Linked DNA regions of Hordeum vulgare: region 1 is linked to region 2. A link is a contact called in public Hi-C data. All regions are on one chromosome and are shown on one strand. The core of a region is the stretch at or near the end of the contact, and the rest is flanking DNA. Distances in the headings are between cores, read along the strand shown. Region 1 holds the start of LOC123398986 (probable F-box protein At2g36090). Region 2 holds the start of LOC123395679 (mRNA-decapping enzyme-like protein).

Region 1 (5,344 bases), core at 1,374-3,873, 380 kb before region 2:
CTGCTCGCCCTCGGGCTCAGCTCCGTCATGGCCGACGGCGCCGGCGAGCACCTTCCGCCGTGCTGGTGCTCGACGGAGGAGTACTGCCTGTCGCCAACCCTCGCCACGCCGCGCCGCGCCGGCTGCTCGCCGTTGTCCATCTGGGCGGCGGTGTGTGGTGGGGGTGATGCGGGAGGCGGGGTGGAGGAGCAGGGGAGATGGTGAGGAGGCGGGGGCGGGGGCGGAGGAGGGAGGGGCGGTGCTGGTGGTTGCGGTGGGGTGGAGGGAGTGGCCGGCGGGGTGTGACGGCGGTGGCGGTGAGGGGGAGGCGGGTTGGAGGAGCAGGGTGGGCTCGGGAGGAGAAGAAGGGTTTTTTTTTTCTGTCCGGTCCGGATGGAGAGAGAGAGAGTCGGTTTTTTCTGGATCGAAGCGGTCCTGACCGGTTTTTTCTGTAAGAGACTGACCGGTGGATCATATGTGTCAGAAAGAGCATCTATACGTAGAAATACAGGATCTTCAAAATACGGCATGTATCTTGATACGTATTTGTAAAAAAATTAAAAGATGGCACCAACTTGTGAATACGGCCCGAATTGTGGTAGTCTTTTGCAATTAACTCGGAGTTATAGGAAAGAGGGAAGACCCCCTAGGTATCCAGTGGTCTCTCCACATCCGTATGTTATTACCGTTTCTCACTCGCCAGATCATTCCACATTTGACTAGCTCGAGTCCATGCTCAATTCCACGACAAACTTCGGACACATTCCCCCGTAAAGACATTGTCTACTAAATGTCCTGCTGGAAAATACTTTGCTTTTAGTAATCTGGATACCGAACTCTCTCGATGATCTACCAGTCTCCAAGCTTGTTTAGCCAGAAGCGCCTGGTTAGGCTACTCATAGTGAGGAGTAACATATAGTAGTATCATGCATATGTTACTATTGTATGATACTACCTTCATAGTGCATAGTATTATAAACTAGTATCATATATGTTCTTATTTATTGACATGCGTCACACATAGTAGCATAGCATTTAACATGATACGGTATCTACCTATGTTATCATAACCCTCTCTCTCTTCTTTAATTACTTGCCACATCACCATGTTTACTACTTTCAAGACTATATTACTAGCTATAATATCCCCATTATGGCCAGCCTTAAAGGCTTGCATGTCTCTAAAACCCATGTCGCCCATAAATTTCGAAAGTATCATTTATCCCAAGTGAACCATGTCATCTCCCTCTTACCATCCTCGACACCCCATCAGTATTGCCGAATTAATCGAGACAGATCATCGCACACTGACATGGAAAGCTTGAAAATACTCATCATGTAAATCGGTATTGCTTGAGCCACCGTCTTAATTAAAACCTCCTTACTTGTCATGGTCTCATGGATATGCACGTTTCACTCCAATCAACTAGCCTTTTGCTTAGCCTTGCGTGTATGGGTTGGAGTAATTATTTGCTCATTTTACCTTGAGGGACTCGCAAGCCTAAATACTTTGGCTCGAACACCTCTTGAAAAATATTTATAATTATTTTCACCTCCTGTGTAACTCCGGACGGGCAACTGTTAGCGAAAAGAATGGAACAATTTAACAAATTAATCAATTGTCCAATCGTTTAAGGCCCTGTTTGGAACCATAATAGATTATGATAATCTGGATTGTGACAATAGATTATATAATCTGGTTTATAAAAATAATCTAGGTGGACATGTTTGGAGGCCAGATTATATAAACTATAATACATGTTTTACATTGCATAATGACATGTCTGCCCTCTGTTTTTTTTTTAAATTAGGAGGGTGGCGGTGGTACGAATGTAATTATCTCCAATTTTACAAGGGTAATGGGTCATTAACAATCCATAATCTGATTTTAGCTGGTATAGAGTAGATTATGAGTTTTTAATAATCTATCCATCTAGTTTTTATAATCTACACCATAAACTGTCATGTTTGGAGACAGAATAGATTATAAAAACTGGATTATATAATCTGGGTGGTTCTAAACAGGGCCTAAAATAACACAAGTGTAGAATAAAAACCGCACATGCCAAACACTCACGAAAGGATAGCCTCCAATGTCAAATATCAACGACAAACCGTGTGTGTTGAGCACAGGGAGACACGCCAATCTTTGAAGGATTCAGAGCGTTTAGGTCGGGGCATTAGTGTGGGAGAAAAATGGGACCATGTGTTGTTGCCCGTCACAATAAACGTAGTTTAACGTACCACTCCTGCTAGTGCAACTGCAATCGTCGTTTCTCTGAACACCAGAACGTGAAATAATACGACTGAAATTTGTAAGCACGAGAACAGATCAGTATATGAAAGTTACCCTCCAACCTAATGTAATCCCATTCGCTGCCGCGCCGGTCAAAGGAGCCATGCCCATTCCTGCACGGCCTGGCCCCGCACGTCAGTGAAATGTAGGTGCACACACGAACGCATTGAAGCGAGAGGCGAAATCGTGGCCACGTGAACCTTCCAGTCAGCTTTGCGTTGGGGAGACGCCCCGGAGCGTCACCGTGGCGTCTCCGTTCTACAGGAACGAACGAGTAGACCCGGCGGCGGTCGCTTCCCTTTCAGACCGTGATCACTCACCCTCCAGACAAATATATATAACCAAGTTATTATTAGCTTCAAACCCAATCAAAGCCCAAAAGTATCCTACACGTGATCTTATCTTAATAAGCGTCAGGAACTTGCAGGAGCCTCACATCACAACCTACACAAGATTTTGAGAAAAGTCACGGTATCGCCGGTCGATCGCAGCGCGACAATCAGAAGTTGCACTGCGGTTCCACGTGCGCGCGCTACTGCGTGCCAGCCTCTGCAATCGATCGACCCTGCGGTCATGGTGGGAGCTCGCGTCGAGGAGATGACGGGGGGTTGTTCACCGGCGTGCGACCACGACGGCGGCATTGAGACAGTCATCGAGGACCTCCCCGTGGAAGTCCTGGTTACCGTGCTCCGCTGTCTCGACGGCGCGTCCCTCGCGGCAGTTGGGTGCGCGAGCGCGGGATTCCGCGAGCTCGCCAACGACCCCGACGCGTGGCGGGCGCTCTGCCTCGAGATGTGGCCGTCGCTACGTCAAGTCGTCAGCTGCGGCGGCGACGGCGGCTACCGGGCTCTCTACGCTGACGCGTTCCCGTTCCCGACCGCGTCACCCGCGGTGTCGAGCTCCCTCCCGGCGCGGCTCGTCTCGGCCGTTGACCTGCACCACAACGGCGTTTGCATCATGTCCCGCGTCGTTGAGACGGAAGCCTCGTCGGCGTGGTTCCTCGGGTCACCGTTCCGCGTCGACGCGCTCCTCCAGGAGGGCTTCACGTCGCCGTCGCCGATCACGCCAGGCGATCTGAGGCTGAACTGGATACTGATCGACCCGGCAACCGGCGCCGCCGTGAACGTCTCCAGCCGGCGTCCCGTGTCCATCGAGAGGAGGTGGCTGACCGGCGAGTCCGTGGTGCGGTTCACCGTGGTGCTCGGCGGCGGCGTCGCGTTGGAAGCGGCGGTTATGTGCGACGATCGGCACGGGCATGTGAGGGAAATAAACCTGTGCGCGGCGGACGCCGAGGGTGGCGGCGTGAACGGGCAGGACGGGCTGGCCGCGGTCGCCACGGCCATGGCGAGCGCGAGGCAGCGCCGTGGAGCGGAGGAAGCATTGAGGCAGCTCTACGAGGAGTTCGCCGAGGGGAAGCGGGAAAGGAAGGAACGAAAGGAGAGGCGGGAGAGCATCGTTGACCTCTGCTGCTCAGGCCTCGGCGCTGCAGCTTTCCTAGCTTTCTTGGTCATGCTCACATTCCGGTGACAGTGCGACGGCCGGCTGTAACTTAAAAGTATTGATTTAAGGAAAAATCTACTCCCTCCGTAACTAAATATAAGTCTTTTAAGATATTTCACTAGGTGTCTACATACGAAGCAAAATGAATGAATCTATACTCTAAAGTATGTCTATATACATCCGTATGTAGTCCATTAGTGAAAACTCTAGAAAGACTTATATTTAGGAACGGAGGGAGTAATTTACAGTGCGCACACGGCTGCGTTGTCATGCGGCGGGCACACTGACCCATCTAATCTAAGCATATCGCGTGGGACCGTTAGATTAGAGAGGGGAAAGAGTTTTGCATGCTAGAGATAACGTGAATTCATTTTGATGTTTGAAATTCAAAAAGTTTCATCTACAAAACCGTTAATTCAATCGATGATTCATTTTCATCATTGGCTTTCTCGCGACGAGTTCTTCGAAACTAGATCCCATGTCGATATATTTCGTCAACTATTTTTTTTCGTTTATAATTGCCACATTTTTTGACCCACTTGCATATTATTAACCACTTACTTGCCTTAAAAAAATAACTTGATTGTCATTTTTTAATGTTGTTTCGTACAAAAGCCTTGTAACAGATTTCATTATACATGATATAAAAGCATGTCATTGGTTCTGTTTGCCAATTTAAAATATATCAACTTGTCATATTTACAATGACTCACAAATTGTATGAGACAATATGACGACGAGGTAGGATCAAAATGACAAGCACAAAAAATATACGTGGCAAATGTGATTTTGTAAGGACTTACAAGCTTTATGAGACCACATGACAACTTAGTAGAATAAAAATGACAAGCACATTAAAACATTTGGGGGACTGCATATATAAGCATCGACAATCTTTGCACGAAACGACATAAAAAAATATGACAATTAAGTTATTTTTATTGGGCAAGTAAGTGATTAATAATATAGCAAGTGAGTGGAACAATGTGGCAATTACGGAAGGGAAAAAAAGTTTGTCGAAACATGTCGACATGGGATCTAGTTTCGAAGATCTTGTCGCGACAAAGCCAACGGTGAAAACATATCATCAATTGAATTAACGGTTTTAAAGATAAAACTTTTTGAATTTCAAACACTGGAGAGAATCTTTATGTCTATATTTAGGTGCATGTGCATGCGAGGCGAGTTGAATCCTTTTTTAATAACCGACATGCATGCATATTAGTATAAGAGCCGCTGCACGGCAACGCCCGGGTGCGGTGCCGCTCTATAGTCGGGTCCTTGATTAAAAGTTGGAAAAATCTATCTACAAGGGTGCGCAACGTTGGTCTTTCGTGTCCCAGGTGCACAACGTCCATTCTATCCATATATACATGTGGGTCTGAGTTCATTGCGACTAATCTGAGTGTGTAAACAGTTCTGAATGAAGGGCTGATAAGTCTTTCCGCGGGTTTAAGCCCAAAGGGCATAGAGACATAGCAGAAAGCGAAGGGGGTTATGAAGGCCGTTTTCTTCTGATCCTCCTTAGCCATCTTGATCTGATGGTAACCGGAGAATCCAGAAAACACA
Region 2 (5,100 bases), core at 925-3,424:
GTACTTAAGACAACAAATAGTTCAAAGACCACATACTAAGGACTAATTAAGCAGTTCAATGCCTAAATGCAAATAGCATTGTTTATAAAGCATCCCGCTTCAGACGCTTATGCATCGCTTAAGCTTAAGCGACAAGGCGCCCTGGCAGCGCCTTAGATATTTGCCCGCTTTAGGCACTTAGGCGTCACTTAAGCATTAGAGCGGGTGGTGCTCGCTTTAGGTCGCTTTACCGCTTTATAAACAATGGCAAATAGAATATTCGACAGTTCTCAGTATTCGACAGTTCAACTAGAGTAAACAAAACTTCCAAAGTCAAATTCTTCCTCCAGTTTCCTAAAGATGTCATATTTTAATGTTTGCATGATCCTAAAAACTTAAACTTTCACCACTTGTTATTACAATATATATTTGGTGTTCGCCAAACTATATACATTGTGTGCGAGTACGTAAACTGAACAGCACTAAATACTAAATATTTTAGTACCGAAGATAACAAAAGTGGGGTGATTGGGTACACTGACTACACACTTGTAAAAAGAAAAATAAGGCACTGACCCAGGAGGGCGGGGGCGGGGGCGGGGGGGGGGGGGGTACACAAACTTTACCTTCCAAACAAACTAGCAACAGCTTCACACTCCTGTTGGTTATAAAACCAAATGCCATTTACTTCCTGTGTGGCATTCCGATACAACAAATATGGAGGCTGGAGTTCGTATTCAAAATCACTCAACAAATCCTCCACGAGATTATCTGTCAAATATAGAACGCGATATTTTCATGGGCCAATCACTTTACTTTATATACCATAGAAAAAATAGCATCTAGGCAAACTGAGGAGTTGTCAGTCTATGGCTACACTCTAAATACCTTGTAAAAATACAAATCACGAAAACACACCTATCTTACTACAGTGAGAAACAGAACGCCAAACCCCAAAAATTTTGTCTACTCAGACATGAATGACAAACCTTGTTCACAGTGTGTTCACATGGGCATCTGTTTTGTGTTTATGTGACAGTTCACATCTTTTCTCCACACTAAATCTATCTAAAACATAATAAGAATTTAGATCGATACTATCTTGATGTGTATCAGATTTCTCCAGTTGATCCATTGACCAAGAATTAGTGCTACAGGCCCCATCAGATTTGTATATGCAGCCATAGAGCTACTGCAAGATCCTAAACTTTCTAAGATCATCTCTTCTTTCTTTTTTAGCAAACTCTAAGATCATCTCTGATCCCTTGTAACAATATCACTGGAGAGTTAACTATCAGCCTGAATAAAAACAGCGTCATAAAAATCTAATTACTTGTTTTTTAATGTGGCTCAGCATCGCCGATAAATGCAATTTTTCAGTGCCGACCAAATCTGTTTGAATCAAGCAACATACTATAACCAATTCATTTTAATCTAACTAATGCACTACTTCATCAATAATGATCCAATCTACTTAACACAAGTCAATCTTAGGATTTAGGACGCACTGACACAAAAGAATGTTCCATCGTGATCTCTATCCTATTTGAAGGACCCAGCGTACTACAGATCCTTCTGCTCGTGCAATATATAAACTAGTACGTCGGTAATCAAATACAGTACGTACGAGAGACCAGCCAACCAACTTAGATCAAAGATGCACGTACCGGTATTGCGCCTGTTCATGACGATGAACTGGAACCTCGGCTGTGAGTTCCTACACGCAATCCAACGCAATCCTAATACAATTAGCTGCTGCACGCGCACAAAACCCACATATAAACCCTAAACACGTTTTCCCCAATCTGTCTCACCTCTTCACCACGAAGAGCGATCCCTCCACGTCCTTCCGGCTCTGCACGAAACAGAAATAAAATCAGATCGGAACGGATCGTGGTCGAGTGCAGCAAAGGCATCGGACGAGAGAGGAGCCCTCACCCACTGGTTGAGGTCGATGTTGAAGTCGTAGAGCGTGACGTGTGCGGCGGTGATGAGGATGTCTTCGACGGCGGGGTCAAGGCGCTGCAGGACGGTGAGGTTAAGCAGGCGCGTGCCCTCGGCGTCCATGGCCAGGTTCGGCGTTACTTTTCCCCCGTTCGGGTGCGGCTGCGGCGGCGGTGGCGGCGGCATCGCGAGGTCGCCTCCGGGTTGCTGGGGGTCGGGGTGGGGACGGGGGATCTGAGAGCTATCGAGTATCGAGTGGGATGTTTGCTGTTTGTGGAACCGTCACACCATAATAAGACGACGCGGATCGCCAAATCGCTCTCAAATATTATACGGTATCGCATAGTCCGGACCCTATTTGTTGTAAAAAAAAATAGTCCGGGCCTTTTTTGTTTTTTAAAGAATTTTGATTAACAAAAAAAATATATATCCATTTTATATCTACTATCAAAAGACTCGTGCGTTGCAACGGGTATATATAAAATAACCCAAATACTAAATAGTGTAGCTGTACTATTTTGTTGAAACGAGTGCACCTTCACGCGGAAGTGTGTAGCAAGTTATTCCACTTTATTCTGGTTTTTTTTCAAAATACTATAACTTTTGACCCAAGCTTTAAAACGATGATTCGTTTTCACGGTTGTGTTTCTTACGATGAACTCGTCAAAACTAGATCTCATATGAATAGGTTTCGACAAAAAAAATTGAACAACTGTGGAGTGATATTTAGGCAACTTTAGTGCTAAAGAAAAGTAACTTTTATTAGTGTGCGTAGTATGATTGCCTATCAACGAAAATTCCTTCGAAATTATCTATCATGACTATAAGGTTAAATAACTTCACCCTTTAGCCACCATATGGCAAATGTGGTCAGTTATTTCCAAACTTAAATGGTTAAATTATGTGTCGGATGTGCATGCTCAGCTCCACATGCGTTGGATATCCATTAGTTCATGTATGAAAAAATCTAAAAGGCTATAACTATCAAACCGTGTGTCGAAATTATGATATGTTTTCACCGTTGGGTTTCTCGTGACGAACTCTTCAAAACGAGATCCCATATGAATATGTTTTGAAGAATTTTTTTCAAAAACAACTCCAATGGTATATGAGTCAAATTAGTGCTAAACAGAAGCAACTTTGATGATAGATAAATTGCATCATGTGTGTACACATGGATTGCTTGTTGAATGCACTCGAGTTACACAAAAAACACTAAAAGTTGCTAACTTTTTGTGATACTCGAGTGCAATTATGGTAACTATTCACAAATAGCAGGCAACTGAGCATTAATGGCAGGCAACTAAACATCAAATGTAGGCAACTGACCATCAGTAATAGGCAACCGAGCATTAAAATTGAGCAATTTTATAGTATTTTATAGGCAACTGAGCATCAAAATTGAGCAATTTCATAATATTTGTAGGCAACTGAGCATCAATCATAGGCAAGTGATCATCATTATTTAATTATGTAAAGCTTTTAGAGGTGAATCTAGTCAACTGTTAGTCGTGGTAACCAACTTAGAAGAATTCTTCATTGATAGATAGCCATACTAAGGGGAAAGGAGTTGCTTGCCTATAGGACTAAAGTTGCCTCATCTAGCACATAAAGTTGCTAAAAAAAAGTTTGTCAAAACCTATCCATATGGGATCTAGTTTTGAAGAGCTCGTCGTAAGAAACACAGCCGTGAAAACGAATCGTCATTCTGACGCTTGGTTCAAAAGTTATGACTTTTTGAATTTTTTGAAACGCTAATAAATACACGTGGTTGGTTGTCCTTAGGTGCGTCCACTACCGCGAGCGGGCGCTCATGCACTCGATAACCACGTCCATCAAATAAATTTAAGATTTTTTGTGGTAACTAAGTTTAACGACCGGCAGAATCGAGTTATAGGTTCTAATCCATCTGTTTTTACACTACTTTGATCAATACAATGAAGTAGCGAGTAATTGCATGTGATATAAAAAAGTAGCCATTAATTGCATGTGACGGTAAGTTGTCATGGACTTTCTTTATTAAATTTTCATGATTCGTGTCAAATTCCTGAGCATGAGGCTTGTCTACTTGTACATAGTTGCAAAAAAGCTCGACGAAGCGGCAACATCCGTAAGTGAAAATTGAATTTTAGCAGTAATCTGGCTGCCATATTGTCTTTAGCCGGGAGATTATGGATATGTCATCTGACGTGCACTTGGCCCGGACGATTTCACCGGGTTGTTCTTCAAAATATGTTGGGTACACTGTTAAAGTTGACCTGCTTTGAGTGTTTCGGACACTGCATGCCGGGAGGTTTGGTTCCTTCGATTGCCTCAATTCGTCTCTGATCACTCTTCTCCCAAAGAAGGCGGATATCGTTGATTTGTCGGACTTCACAATGATTAATCTCATCCATTTGCTGCCAAGATCTTCGTCAAAATCCTCTCAGGCAGGCTGGCACCCCTTCTCCCATTCTGATCTCTAAGGCTGAGTGCGCTTTTGTGTGTGCTAGAAATATCCACGAGATTTTCAAGCTCGTGAAGAATACGGCGAAATTGTTGCATGGAAGGAAAACCTCCGCGGTCTTGATGAAAATTGATATTTCAAAAGCCTTCGACAACCCATCTTCGGAGTTTTTGCTTGAGGTTCTCATGAGAAGGGGCTTTGGACGTCGGTGGTGCTCGTGGATATGTGGGCTCCTGGCTTCGGCCTCCTTTAAGGCGATGATCAATGGTCAGCAGTCTAAGGCCTTCGCCCTCTATAACAGCCCGAGACCGACGCTCTAGAAGATTCCCCTTTTATTCCATTGTCACTTTGTTAATTATTTGTTTGTCGCATTCATCATCGCATCATGCGCATCATTCGCATTGCATCGACACTCTGTTGCCACCAGTTTTCAAAACTCGGTTCCGTTGTTAGTTGCTGGTTCTCTCCGTTTTCGTCGTTGTTCGTTTTCAGTCCAACCACACATGCACGCGCATGCGGCATCGTTAAAATATTGTTTTTAAAAGTGTATTTAAAATATTCTCACATTGAGTTAAAACTTGGCATGAGGTCTTATTTTAATGTAGGTAGACCACCTGCCAAATTTTGGCGTAATCGGAGTCCGTTTGATACCTGAACGGTCGAACGCAGCGGCACCGTCATCGGTTATAGTCGAACATTTTTTGGTGTTTAAAATCTTGTGTCAGGCCGCA

The links. A called contact is a pair of places that touch in the nucleus more often than the background predicts.
Region 1: a Hi-C map of leaf shows a contact between it and region 2, with 3 times the contacts expected there. The contact joins the promoter of LOC123398986 here to the promoter of LOC123395679 in region 2. A contact is called at or near these places in 5 of 6 Hi-C or Micro-C datasets (leaf, seedling and an unstated tissue) and 1 of 1 datasets of contacts at active chromatin or transcription factors (embryo).

Annotation. Positions count from the first base shown.
Region 1 is chr5H:272,423,052-272,428,395 of MorexV3_pseudomolecules_assembly, reverse strand. LOC123398986 (probable F-box protein At2g36090) reads left to right here and starts at 2,623. Exons shown (of 1, transcript XM_045093426.1): 1 at 2,623-3,870. The coding sequence starts at 2,849. The coding sequence ends at 3,802. It overlaps LOC123398987 (a long non-coding RNA gene), which reads right to left and starts at 154. Exons shown (of 6, transcript XR_006610297.1): 1 at 1-154.
Region 2 is chr5H:272,038,720-272,043,819 of MorexV3_pseudomolecules_assembly, reverse strand. It overlaps LOC123395679 (mRNA-decapping enzyme-like protein), which reads right to left and starts at 2,174. Exons shown (of 8, transcript XM_045090710.1): 1 at 1,918-2,174; 2 at 1,794-1,834; 3 at 1,647-1,696; 4 at 606-750. The coding sequence starts at 2,109.